2 separate regions of the Nomascus leucogenys genome follow, and region 1 is linked to region 2. A link is a contact called in public Hi-C data. All regions are on one chromosome and are shown on one strand. Each heading gives the region's core, a stretch centred on a gene start, on an enhancer-like site or on the middle of the called end of the contact. The rest is flanking DNA. Distances are from core to core; before and after follow the strand shown.

Region 1 (5,257 bases), core at 2,735-5,234, 230 kb before region 2:
CAAGGCGGGTGGATCACTTGAGGTCAGGAGTTCGTGACCAGCCTGGCCAACATGGCAAAACCCCGTCTCTACTAAAAAACACAAAAATTAGACAAGTGTGGTGGTGTGCGCCTATAATCCCAGCTACCCGGGAAGCTGAGGTGGGAGAATTGCTTGAAACCGGGAGGCGGAAATTGCAGTGAGCTGAGACGAGTCACTGCACTCCAGCCTGGGCAAGAGAGCTAGACTCCATCTCAAAAAAAAAAAAAAAGAAAGTGGTTGCTTCTGGGTAGCAAAAAATGAGGGGGAAGGGTAGCAGAATTTTTTTTAGACAGGGTCTCACTCTGTCGCCCAGGCTGGAGTGCAGTGGCGTGATCTTGACCCACTGCAACCTCCACCTACCGGGTTCAAGCAATTCTCCTGCCTCAGCCTACAGAGTAGCTGGGACTATAGGCATGTGCCACCACACCTGGCTGTTTTTGTATTTTTTGGTAGAGACACGGCTTCACCATGTTGGCCAGGCTGGTCTTGAACTCCTGACCTCAAGTTATCTGCTCGCCTCAGCCTCTCAAAGTGCTAGAATTACAGGCGTGAACCACCGGCTCAGCCTGGTAGCAGATTTCTTAAAAGCCAAATAGAAGTACTTGATTTTGTAAACCATGTGCATACACAACTGATAAAAATCACAAAACAAAACACAAAAATAAAGGTCTATAGATGCTTCTGTGTTGGCCCAAGAAAAAAATGAGACGTTTTCTCCCTTGAGTAATTAAGAAGGAAGTAGAGAGTGGCACCCTAACCTTTCTTAGAAGTTCATTTTCAGTTTTATTCTCAACCTATAAAGGGGAAGTAAAACAACTCCAAAGTATTTTTTTCTGCCTGCCTTTTATTACCTCTTATCCCCTTACTTTGATGATGAGAGACAGGTTTGGGATTTAGAGTCACAAACCCTGGGTTTAATTGCCAGCTCTATCATTTAGAAATTGTGTGTGAGCTTGTGCAAACTATTCAAGTTCTCTGGGCCTGTTTCCTCCTTTGTAAAAACAATGAGGACTGATAAAGAAACAAGTTATATAGCATATGAAAAACTCCACATAAAAGCTATTATGCTATGTATGTATTCCCTCCACCAACCAGTGTGTATATTTGAGAAGGGGAAGAAGGGCAATTTTGGTTTGTTCATTCACTCAACAAATATTTATAGTGTACTCTCTCTTGCCAGGCACTCTTCTAGGGTACTTAGAATATACCAGTGGCAGGGGGTGGGAGGAGTGGCAGGTTGTAGTAGACCTCACTGAGCAGGTGCTATTTGAGCAAAGATTTGAAGGAGGTGAGGGGAAGAACCAAGTATAGAAATGGGTTTTAGGCAGTGGAAACAGCTTGAGCAAGGGTCAGTGTGGCAGGAATGAATGAGGCGGAGAGAAGGACTTTTAGTCAGTGAAATGAGCAGCCACCAGAGAATGTTTTGAGCAGAGGAATCACAGATTCTGAGTTGTTTTAAAAGGATCACTCTAGCTTCTGTATTGAGAATGGACTCTAGATTCTACAAGGGCAAACGGTTAGGAGGTTTTTACAGTAATTCAGATGAGATGATAATGGTGGTAGCACTGGTAGCAGTGGCTGGATTTTAGATATACTTATGGTAGAGCCAAAGGGATTTCCTAATAGAATGGGTATGGGAATGTGAGAAAGAAAGGAATCAAGAATAACTCTAGGGGTATGAAGGAAAAAAGAATATAAATGTTTATTATGACTGAACTGTACACTTAAACGTGGTAAAGATAATAAATTTTATATGTATATTTGACCTCAATAAAAATAAACAATTAAAAGAAAAAAAGAATAACTTCCATGGTGGGAGAGAATGTAATTCTCTTTTATTTCCCTTTTTGTTTTTTTTTTTTTTGAGGCCAAGTCTCGCTCTGTTGCCCAGACTGGAGTGCAATGGCGCGATCTCAGCTCACTGCAAACTCCGCCTCCCGGGTTCAAGCGATTCTCCTGCCTCAGCCTCCTTAGTAGCTGGGATTACAGGCACGTACCACCACGCCTGGCTAATTATTTCCCTTTCTTAAATCATGTCGACTTCCTCTTCCTAGTAGCTAGATACTCAATTTTTTTGTTCTAGTAAAAATGCAACCAATTCACTCCCAAATGATTTCATCAGTAATGTAGAATGTCAAAGAACAAAAAAGGATTAATCACTTGCCAAACAATTAAAAAGTGGCTTTTCATTTGGAATAAACTCTAAAAATTTAATCTCCAAACGCAAGAGGAATCAACCCATTCTTGGTTTACAAAATAAAACAACAAAATACATTAAAAAAAGATTTCTTACTCTGTGGGAATATACTGCGCCTATATCAATCTTGTATGGATTCATTTTCTGCATCTCCTTTTCCAGATCACTCTGGTTGTTGAAGGATTGATACCGAATGTAAATATCATCTTTCAATGTGAATGAAAATTCACGGTGTTGAAAGTAATTCTTTATCACTGCAAAATAAATGTACATTTTAAAGTTAATTTGCTACTTTATTTGGCTCAGAGCATTATAATTTTAGTCAATGAGAAGTTTTTTTTTCGGTGAGGCAATCTTGCTTGCTTCCTGCTCTGTCGCCCAGACTGGAGTGCAGTGGCTCGATACAGGCTCACTGCAACCTCCGCCTCCCGGGTTCAAGGGATCCTACCACCTCAGCCTCCAGAGGCTGTAGCTGGGACTACAGGCACGCGACCCACTATGCCCAGATAATTTTTGTATTTTTTGTAGAGACGGGGTTTCACCATGTTGGCCAGGCTGGTCTCGAATTCCTGACCTCAGGTAATCCGTCCTCCTCGGCTTTCCAAAGTGCTGGGATTACAGGCGTGAGCCACGGCACTCGGCCCGAGATGTGTTTTTTTTTTTTTTTTTTTTTTTTGAGACAGAATCTCGCTCTTTTGCCCAGGCTGGAGTGCAGTGGCGCTATCTCGGCTCACTGCAAGCTCCGCCTCCTGGGTTCACGCCATTTTCCTGCCTCAGCCTCCCGAGTAGCTGGGACTACAGGCGCCCGCCACCACGCCCGGCTAATTTTTTGTATTTGTTTGTATTTTTTTAGTAGAGACGGGGTCTCACCGTGTTAGCCAGGATGGCCTCGATCTCCTGACCTCATGATCCGCCCGCCTCGGCCTCCCAAAGTGCTGGGATTACAGGCGTGAGCCACCACGCCCGGCCTGCCCGAGATGTTTTTAATGAGCCCCCTATGCTCAACACCGTGGTAGATGTAAAAGAAAAACAAAACAAAATCCACATGACCTAGTCCCTAATTTGAAAGCAGTTACCATTCCGTATTTGCTAGGGAAAGGTACAAAAGACGAAACAGATGCATAAATATTTTAAATATGTAATGCCATCCCCCTCTCCTCGATTCGCACTAATAAATTCAGCTGCAAGGAATAAAGTATTTCTCTTCCTCTGAGAGAGGATCTTCCGCTCCTGATGCAAACCATGCCTCTGCAGCTTCACGCTACGCCCCAGTAACCCCCTGGGCACCGCTGCAGGTAAACGGGGCACCTAATGTGAGCCTGACCACGCAGAGATAGGAGCGGCGGCTCTGTGTTTTTTTGTTGTTTTTTTTTTAACCGCGTGGCCGCAGGCTGGCTTATTATATCCTCTCTCGGCCCGTTTACACCTAGAAAGTGGTGGGGCGGGCTCAAGAGAGCAAATGAAGGCGCGCGGCACAAAGCCTGGCGCACAGAAGGCGCTTCATATTGTCATTCTAAGGACACCCCGCCTCCAACCTCCTCACACTCCGCTCCCGAACCCATTCCTCGCCTCCATCACCTCCGCCGTAGTTGAGCCAGCGATAGTACTGAGAGTAGGGAAAGAGCCTCCGGTAATAAAGTTTAAGCAGCTCGGGCAGCTCGGTGGGGTCAAACGTCTCCATTGAGCGCGGAACTCGACACGTTAAGGACTACCACAGGAATTGGCGGGAACAGCACGGCCGGCGGCCCCGCGACTGCGCAGGCGCTTAGGGCCGAGGTCGGCTGTCTGCCCCGGCGGCCCGCAGTCCGCCGGGGCCGCCGGGAATTGTAGTTCCCACTTGGTGCGGGCGGGGGCTGCGGGAGACGCAGCAGTTGACGCTCTGCCCACGCGTTCGGGCACTAGGGCCACCGCTCTTGTGGGCAGAAGGCCGCGTCCATTCCAGGAAGAGGATCTTCTCCGGAAATGTGACACCTATAGCATATTGATTTAGGTTATTAAGATGAAGTAAAAAGGATGCTCCACGTGAACTTTTTGGATGTTTTAGAAATAACACCAGTATCTTTTTTGTTGTTTGTTTGAGACGTAGTCTCGCTCTGTTGCCCGGGCTGGAATGCAGTGGCGCGATCTCGGCTCACTGCAAGCTCCGCCTCCCGGGTTCACGCCATTCTCCTGCCTCAGCCTCCCGAGTAGCTGGGACTATAGGCGCCAGCCACCACGCCCGGCTAATTTTTTTTATTTTTTTATTTTTAGTAGAGACGGCGTTTCATCGTGTTAGCCAGGATGGTCTCGATCTCCCGACCTCGTGATCCGCCCGCCTCGGCCTCCCAAAGTGCTGGGATTACAGGCGTGAGCCACCACGCCTGGCCAACACCAGTATCTTTTAAAAACGTTTGGAGGCCGGCGCGGTGGCTTATGCTTGTAACCTCACACTTTGGGAGGCCACGGCAGGAGGATCGCTTGAGGCCAGGAGTTCAAGACCGGTTGGCGCAACATTGTGAGATCTCTGTCTACACACACAAACACACACACACACGCACACACACACAACTGGCCAGATGTAGTTGCGTGTGCCTGTAGTCCCAGCTACCCTAGAGGCTGAAGGGTGGGGGGCGAGGAGTTGGGGGAGGGGGCAATCAATCTCTTGAGCTTGGGAGGTCAAGGTTGTTGTGAGCCATGATAGTGCCACTGCACTCCAGTCTGGGCAACAGAGAAAGACCGTGTCTAAAAAAAAAAAAAGTTTTGGAAATTAGTTCTTCATGGAATTTCATGAATTACTAGATCCAATATGTGGAAATAAACAAATATCAACCAAATGAGAAAAGCATAGGCTATTTATTCAGAGCTTACTATAGCAAGGGAGTCAGCCATCATCACTTGCATTTGGTAGGACTCAAAGGCAGGCAGAGGAGTAGGAAAGCTTTATAAAAAAGGGAAGCCATCAAGGTATTCTTTGATTGGAGGTTGTTGGCATGTAGAAGCTGTACCTGGGCTAACTAGTAGTAGGATGCGGTATGTGATTGGTTTAGGGGTGGATGTTTG
Region 2 (5,995 bases), core at 1,108-3,607:
TTCTCAACAACAGTAACAGCTTATGTGCTATTTCTTCTTCTTTTCTTCTTTAAACACAACACAGAACAGAATTCCTACCAAGGCAAAATTATAACTTCAGCTGGGGAGGGACCAACAGCTCTTAGATATCAGCGTCCTGGCTGCTGCTTGGATGCTCCCCGTGGCTCTGCCGGGACCCAGTCAACTGTCCGGGTTCTTTTCCACCTCTTTGGAATGGATTATGTACATGAAGGTCTGCTCAATGGTGAAGTCAGGGGGGAGGCTGCCTTTGTGCACACCAACATGCTTGCTCATGAGGTTAAGGGTGGAACTGTAGTGCCCACAGACTGTGCAGCGGTACATGAGGGCCCCCGAGTGTGTCTTTAGGTGGCACTTGATGGTCGAGCGGCCTCGGAAGAACTTGTGGCACACCTTACATTGGTATGGCTTCTCCCCCGTGTGGATCCGCCGGTGGTAGTTGAATTCGCTTGTGTGGGCAAATCTTTTGCCACAGACCTTGCAGCTATACTTGCTGTTACCAGGTTGGCCCTGCAGCGCCAGCTCTTCACTCAGAAACTCCTCTGCTGGCAGCTTCCGCTTCTGGAGAGCTGGGTGCTGCAGCCCAAAACCAGGCCGTGCATCAAGGCCACTGTTGCATTTGTGCTGGCTGACGTGGTAGCGATAGGCAGCCTCTGACTTGAAGCTCTGGCTGCACAAGTGGCAGTGGAAGAGGGCATCTTCCAGACTTTGGTGCACAGCCATGTGCTTCTCTAGAAGATGCCAGTCCACAAAGCTGTTGGCACAGACAGAACAGGAGAAGACTGAAATGCCGAGATGGGACAGCGTGTGCCACATGAGGCTGCAGAGGTTAAGGTGACGCTGGTCGCAGACACTGCAGGCCTGGCCCTTCAAGTTTAGATGGTCAAGGATGTGGCCCCGGACCACATGGAAATCTTTGGCCAATACTTTCCCACAGGCAGCGCATTTCAGCTCTGGGGAGGCTGCCCCTGAAAAGAGACCCAGCTTCCCTGGCAGGGGATCGTTGGGGTGGACAATGATGTTGTTCTCAAATATTCCATCCCGTCGGTGAAGGGTCAGCTGCCACTGGGTAAAGAACTTAGTTTCACACATATCGCAGGAGAAAAGGAAAATACCAATATGGGACAGGACATGAGTCACCCGGGAGTTTCGGTCCTGGAAGTGGGTCTCGCAGACCTTGCAGTTGCCCGTCAGCAGGTCCACGTGGTCCCGAGCATGCTGCCGGATCAGTTGAATGTTGGGCTCTAGAACTTTCTTGCACACCTGGCAGGGCATGGCCTTATTCTCCCGATTGTCATTCTCTCCAAAAGTCAGCTCATCCTCACTGTCATCACTCAGCTCAATCACCTCCTCAGCTGTGCCTATATCCTCAGCAGGGTCTTCAAACTGCAAGTCATCATCCCCCAGGTCCTCGAGCTGGAGCTCATCCATCTGCCCAAAGCCTGGATCTTTGGAGTGCTCACTATTGCTCAGACAGGAGTTGGTCCCAGTGGTAATGTCTACTGCATTGTCAGGGGTGAGGAAGTTGTTTTTACTGAAGTCTCCATTGCTTTGAACTTTGTATGGCTGGCAGGAGCTTGTGCTGGTCTGGATGCCCGTGCTGACAGTGCCTAGGACTGGCTGGGTCATCATGCTAGGAATGGACATGAAGGGAGCAGGGGTGTCATGGTCTTCTGTCTTTGGCGGTGGTGGTGGCGGCTGCGGCAGATGCAGGCTATGGTTAGCATCACTGGCAACATTCTTCTCTTCCTCTTTATAGCTCCCTCCAGCATCACTGGGCAACACATAGTTTCTATCAGCACCAAAGTGGTCCCCACCACCTCGGAGTTCCCCAAGGGGATGGGCAGGTTCGGCCGAAGGACAACTCAGGGTACCAGAGTGGCTCTCACTGGTGCTGGTCAGGGGCTTGGCCCTGGCAGTGCTCTCTAGATCAGGAAAGGTAGAGTGACAGGCCTGGAGGAGGTCCTCCATACCCAGACGCTCAGCCACCTCGTAGATGACCCCAACATTGATCAGGTCTGTGAAGAGTTCTGACGTGTAGACAAAGCTCAGAACCTTCTCAAAGTTGGCAGGGGTGATGAAGTCCACCACATAGGTCCTGGCAGCATCAAGCCCAGTATTCAGGAAGAGGTTCTGGAAGTAGCCAGCTGCACAGGCCAGCACAGCCTTGTGGGCCGGGAAGGAGCGGCTCCCCACCACAATGGTGACGTCGCACATGGTCTCCGAGAGCCGGCACTTGTTGAGTTCCTTCAGCAGGTTGTTGGGGTGGTTGGTGCTTTGCAGTTTGATCCTCATGCCCATCTTAGCAGCTCCTATGAAATTACCTCCTTATCAGCACAGTTAATCTGTGGACAGCAAGAGAAAAAGATGGATGGCCAAACACATCCGTGCAAAAGAGGGGCTATGCAGGAGAAAATACCACCACCGTGAATGCTTCCAAGCCCCAGGTGGGGATCAGGAGTAAACTGGCATGGAGAGTTCCTCCATTATGACAAGGCAATGACATCTCGCCCTGTATATACTCAAAGAGTTATGACAAAAACCAAAAGGACTGATGACAATCTGATAGCTTGGTCTTAAGCTGGTGCCTAGAGACGAACCAGAGGCATTCCCTCGGACACAATCTTATACTTCATTACCAGAGCCACTGGATCAAATTTTTCTCCTATTAATTTCCTCCCAAATACAAGCTTTCCTAATTCATTAAGCATATTCTTTTCCCTCATGATGCCAAATGCCATGCACATGCTTGAACACAACTATCAAAGCTCCACTAGCTACTGAGGAACAGATAAGGTAGTTCCATTTTTTAGCTTTGTCATTGCTGTGTCTTCAACCTCTCAATAATCTCCAAATAAATCTCACGTTCTTGAATCCCCATCTCTCTCTGCCTATACTACATATCCGCTCTCTGGCCTTTCGATAACCCAGAGCCCCTCCAGATACTGCTTCAACACAGTCCCTGTATCCTGTGAAGTTAAAACACTCAGAATGCACAGTAAAGCAAAGTAGAACACAACTGTGGTAGTATTTAATATTACTTTAATATGTTGTATTCTTTTTCGCCACCCTTTTCGGGGTTTATATTTTGTTGGCCCTGCACTAACAGATTTACTTGATGCCGCAAGAAAGACTTCCAATTATACAGATAAGACTCCTAGAGGCTTGTCCACTACCACTTTCTGCCCCTTCTGACTCCTGCACGACTAAGGAAGAAGAGCTACTTGCATCCTTGTTCAGTCTCACAACTCTGCCCAACACAGCCCCTTTCTCCATCTCTCCAGATTCTAACAACTCCCAACTTTTTCTGGGGCCCAGGAAGCGTCTAAGTATTGTGGGGTACCGGCCAAGCATCTCCCGGGCCCTGGTGGCCACCCCTGAACGATCGTCGGGTCGGAGCGCTGGGCAGCCAGAGTGGAGGGTGGGAGAGGGGGAGGCTGGGAACTTCCGAGGACACCCCAACAATCCCCGGGCGCCGCGGTCTCCCCTCCGGAGAGTCGCATCTGGGAGGGAAGGGCGCTGCATCGGCTGGGGCGCTCCCTCTGGAGGAACCGAGCGCCTCGCTGCCTCCACAAACAGCGCAGGGCTCACCCGGGTGAGCCTGTTGCGGGCACGGGGCTGAATAAGGGGCCAAGGGAGGAGCGGCGGGGCCGGCCGGGTCTGCGCGCGGGCGCGGAGGATGGGTCCGGCCGAAGGGAGCGGGCAAGAGAGACCCCAGCAAGAGCGAGATAAATGCCGGGCCGGGGGTCGGGCTTCGGCCAGGGGCAGCCCTCGGCCTGGCCGCGCTTACCCGGCTCTGCGGGGCCCCGAGCACCATCGCCGCCGCCGCTTCACACAAAGGCCCCGGCCCGCCGTGCCCGGCCCGACGAGGAGGTGGCGCCGCCGGCCGCGGCCAGAGTCTCCATCCGCCGCGCGGCTCGCCGCGCCGGCCCGGGCCGCCCCCGCCGCCCGGCCCGCAGCGCCCCCCGCCGTCCCGGAGGAGGCAGCGCCCCCCGCCGCCCGGCCGCAGCGCCCCCCGCCGCCCGGGAGGAGGCAGCGCCCCCCAACGGCGGGGCCGGGGCCAGGACCCGCGCGAGGGGTGCAGGGGCTTCCAAGTCCCCTGGCCTGGCTTTTTCTAAGCGCCCATCCACTGTGTGGGGGACTTGGTGCCTGAAGAATGAAAAACCCTATCCAAACTCTCTTCACCTCCCCTGTTCTACGCTCACAGTTCCAAAAGCTTCTCCTCAGAACATCTACTATAGGCATTTTACAAAATGTAAGATTGTTTGATCACTATATATCTCCTCCACTAGGCTGTGGGCTTCCTGAAGGCAGGGATCTGTGGCTTTGCACACGGCCGCATGTCCACACTGCCTCTTACCACACTTCCTGGCACAATAAGTGCTTAATACATTAAGCCTGCTTGAATGAATGAAGGAGCACTTGAGGGCTAGACCGCAACTACTGGACCCTTCTGATAATCCACTGCTGTCCTTCCTTCCACCTAGGTGGCCAAATGAAGAAAGTCACCGGATCTCACTGTTCTTTGGCACCCCAGGCCTGTTTCCTGAAGCCTGCCCTCCCCAACTCTGTGTAGAACTCGATCACTCTTCCTCCCCACCCCTCTCCCAAATCATCTTTTCAAATGCTCCTACCCAAGAATTGTCATCAAACCAAAACCACCTACACTGCCTGCCCCACCCACCACCACCAAAGACATTAGAAGTCTTGGTCATGTCACCCTCCTTCCCTCAGTACAGAGGAAGCTCTTAGGCTCCAAGACCCTTCAGTTTCATCCTGTCTCCCATCCCATCCCAGTCATTGCCTGAAAATAGCTTGCAGCCAAGGACAAACTCCCAGGACAGGCGCATGGTAGGATTCAGTAATTCCTTGATGGATAAATGGAAAGGAAGGGACACACTGAATGTTGCCAACAGATCTAAGCCAGTTTGGCCATTCAGCAATTGTCCATTCTCTTGATGAATTTGGGAGATTGTGTGTCCTCCTTTCCACAACCTCATTAACTGGTGGTAGACTATACTGAAAGCAAGCACTATACCAAATGCTGCCAAACATGTAACATTTGTTAGCCAGGAGATACAAAAACAGCCATACGGCTGTTCTTATAGTTTGGGGATGAGGCATCTCACTTTACCATCTAGTGAAAGGGTCACTTAGAGGTTCACACAGTGTTTCAATGGCAGGCCCAGCTCTCACAGTTGTGCAAGGTGACTGAGTCTCCCTAAAGTGGAATATCACACAGCCAGCAGGTCCAGACCTCCAGCATGACTCTGGAGACAGAGGGCTGCTGGGCTTGCAAGGGCCTGGGCCTGTTCAGTCTTTCTAACCAACTGCCCCAGCCATCTCTGGAGGGTTGACCCCATTAAACTTCACATGAAAACAAATCATCCAAAAGACGCAGGTGAAAGTATATACCACTTACATTGAAGTCTTTTTAAAGTAAATCACCATATAGTCACAATAACAAACATATACAAAGTTAAATGGAGAAGAAAGGGCCAGGAATTTAGTCAAGGTCTTGTGGACCAGATCTCTTTAGGCATCAACCATTTTACAGCAGGAAAGGGAGGGTCAGGATCCCTTCACACATTCTTCAAGTGCAAACACAGGAATCTAACTTAACATTTGTCTTCATTTTTTTCTGGAGTCCCCTGCAATTTTTGTCAGTCCCACTAGAGAGCAATCTTTCTGCACTTAACGTTCCTACTTGCAAAGCAATTGTCTCATCTCAGCCTATAAGCCTAACTCCCACCAAGTCTGAGCAGAACCAACTCTTGTAGCTTTCATGACCCAAAGAAAGCCCCTAGACTCTGCAAAAGTGTCCCCAGTTTTAAGCCCTATAGATAGATAATTTTGAAAAGTCAAAGAGATGACTCACTGGAAAAAGGGTCTAGGCTCTGGAGTGGGGGGCATTCTATGACCTCTGGCTATAGAGCTGACATAAGTAATACTAGGGTGAGTATTCCCTCCTTTCCCC

What was found. Hi-C and Micro-C count contacts between places; a contact is called where the count stands out from the background.
Region 1: a Hi-C map of a lymphoblastoid cell line shows a contact between it and region 2, with 5 times the contacts expected there. The contact joins the promoter of PRIM1 here to the promoter of ZBTB39 in region 2. A contact is called at or near these places in 3 of 4 Hi-C or Micro-C datasets (a lymphoblastoid cell line and an unstated tissue).

What each region holds. Positions count from the first base shown.
Region 1 is chr11:54,502,048-54,507,304 of Asia_NLE_v1, reverse strand. It overlaps PRIM1 (DNA primase small subunit), which reads right to left and starts at 3,984. Exons shown (of 13, transcript XM_030822404.1): 1 at 3,797-3,984; 2 at 2,315-2,472. The coding sequence starts at 3,899.
Region 2 is chr11:54,274,463-54,280,457 of Asia_NLE_v1, reverse strand. ZBTB39 (zinc finger and BTB domain-containing protein 39) reads right to left here and starts at 2,357. Exons shown (of 1, transcript XM_030822402.1): 1 at 1-2,357. The coding sequence starts at 2,319. The coding sequence ends at 181.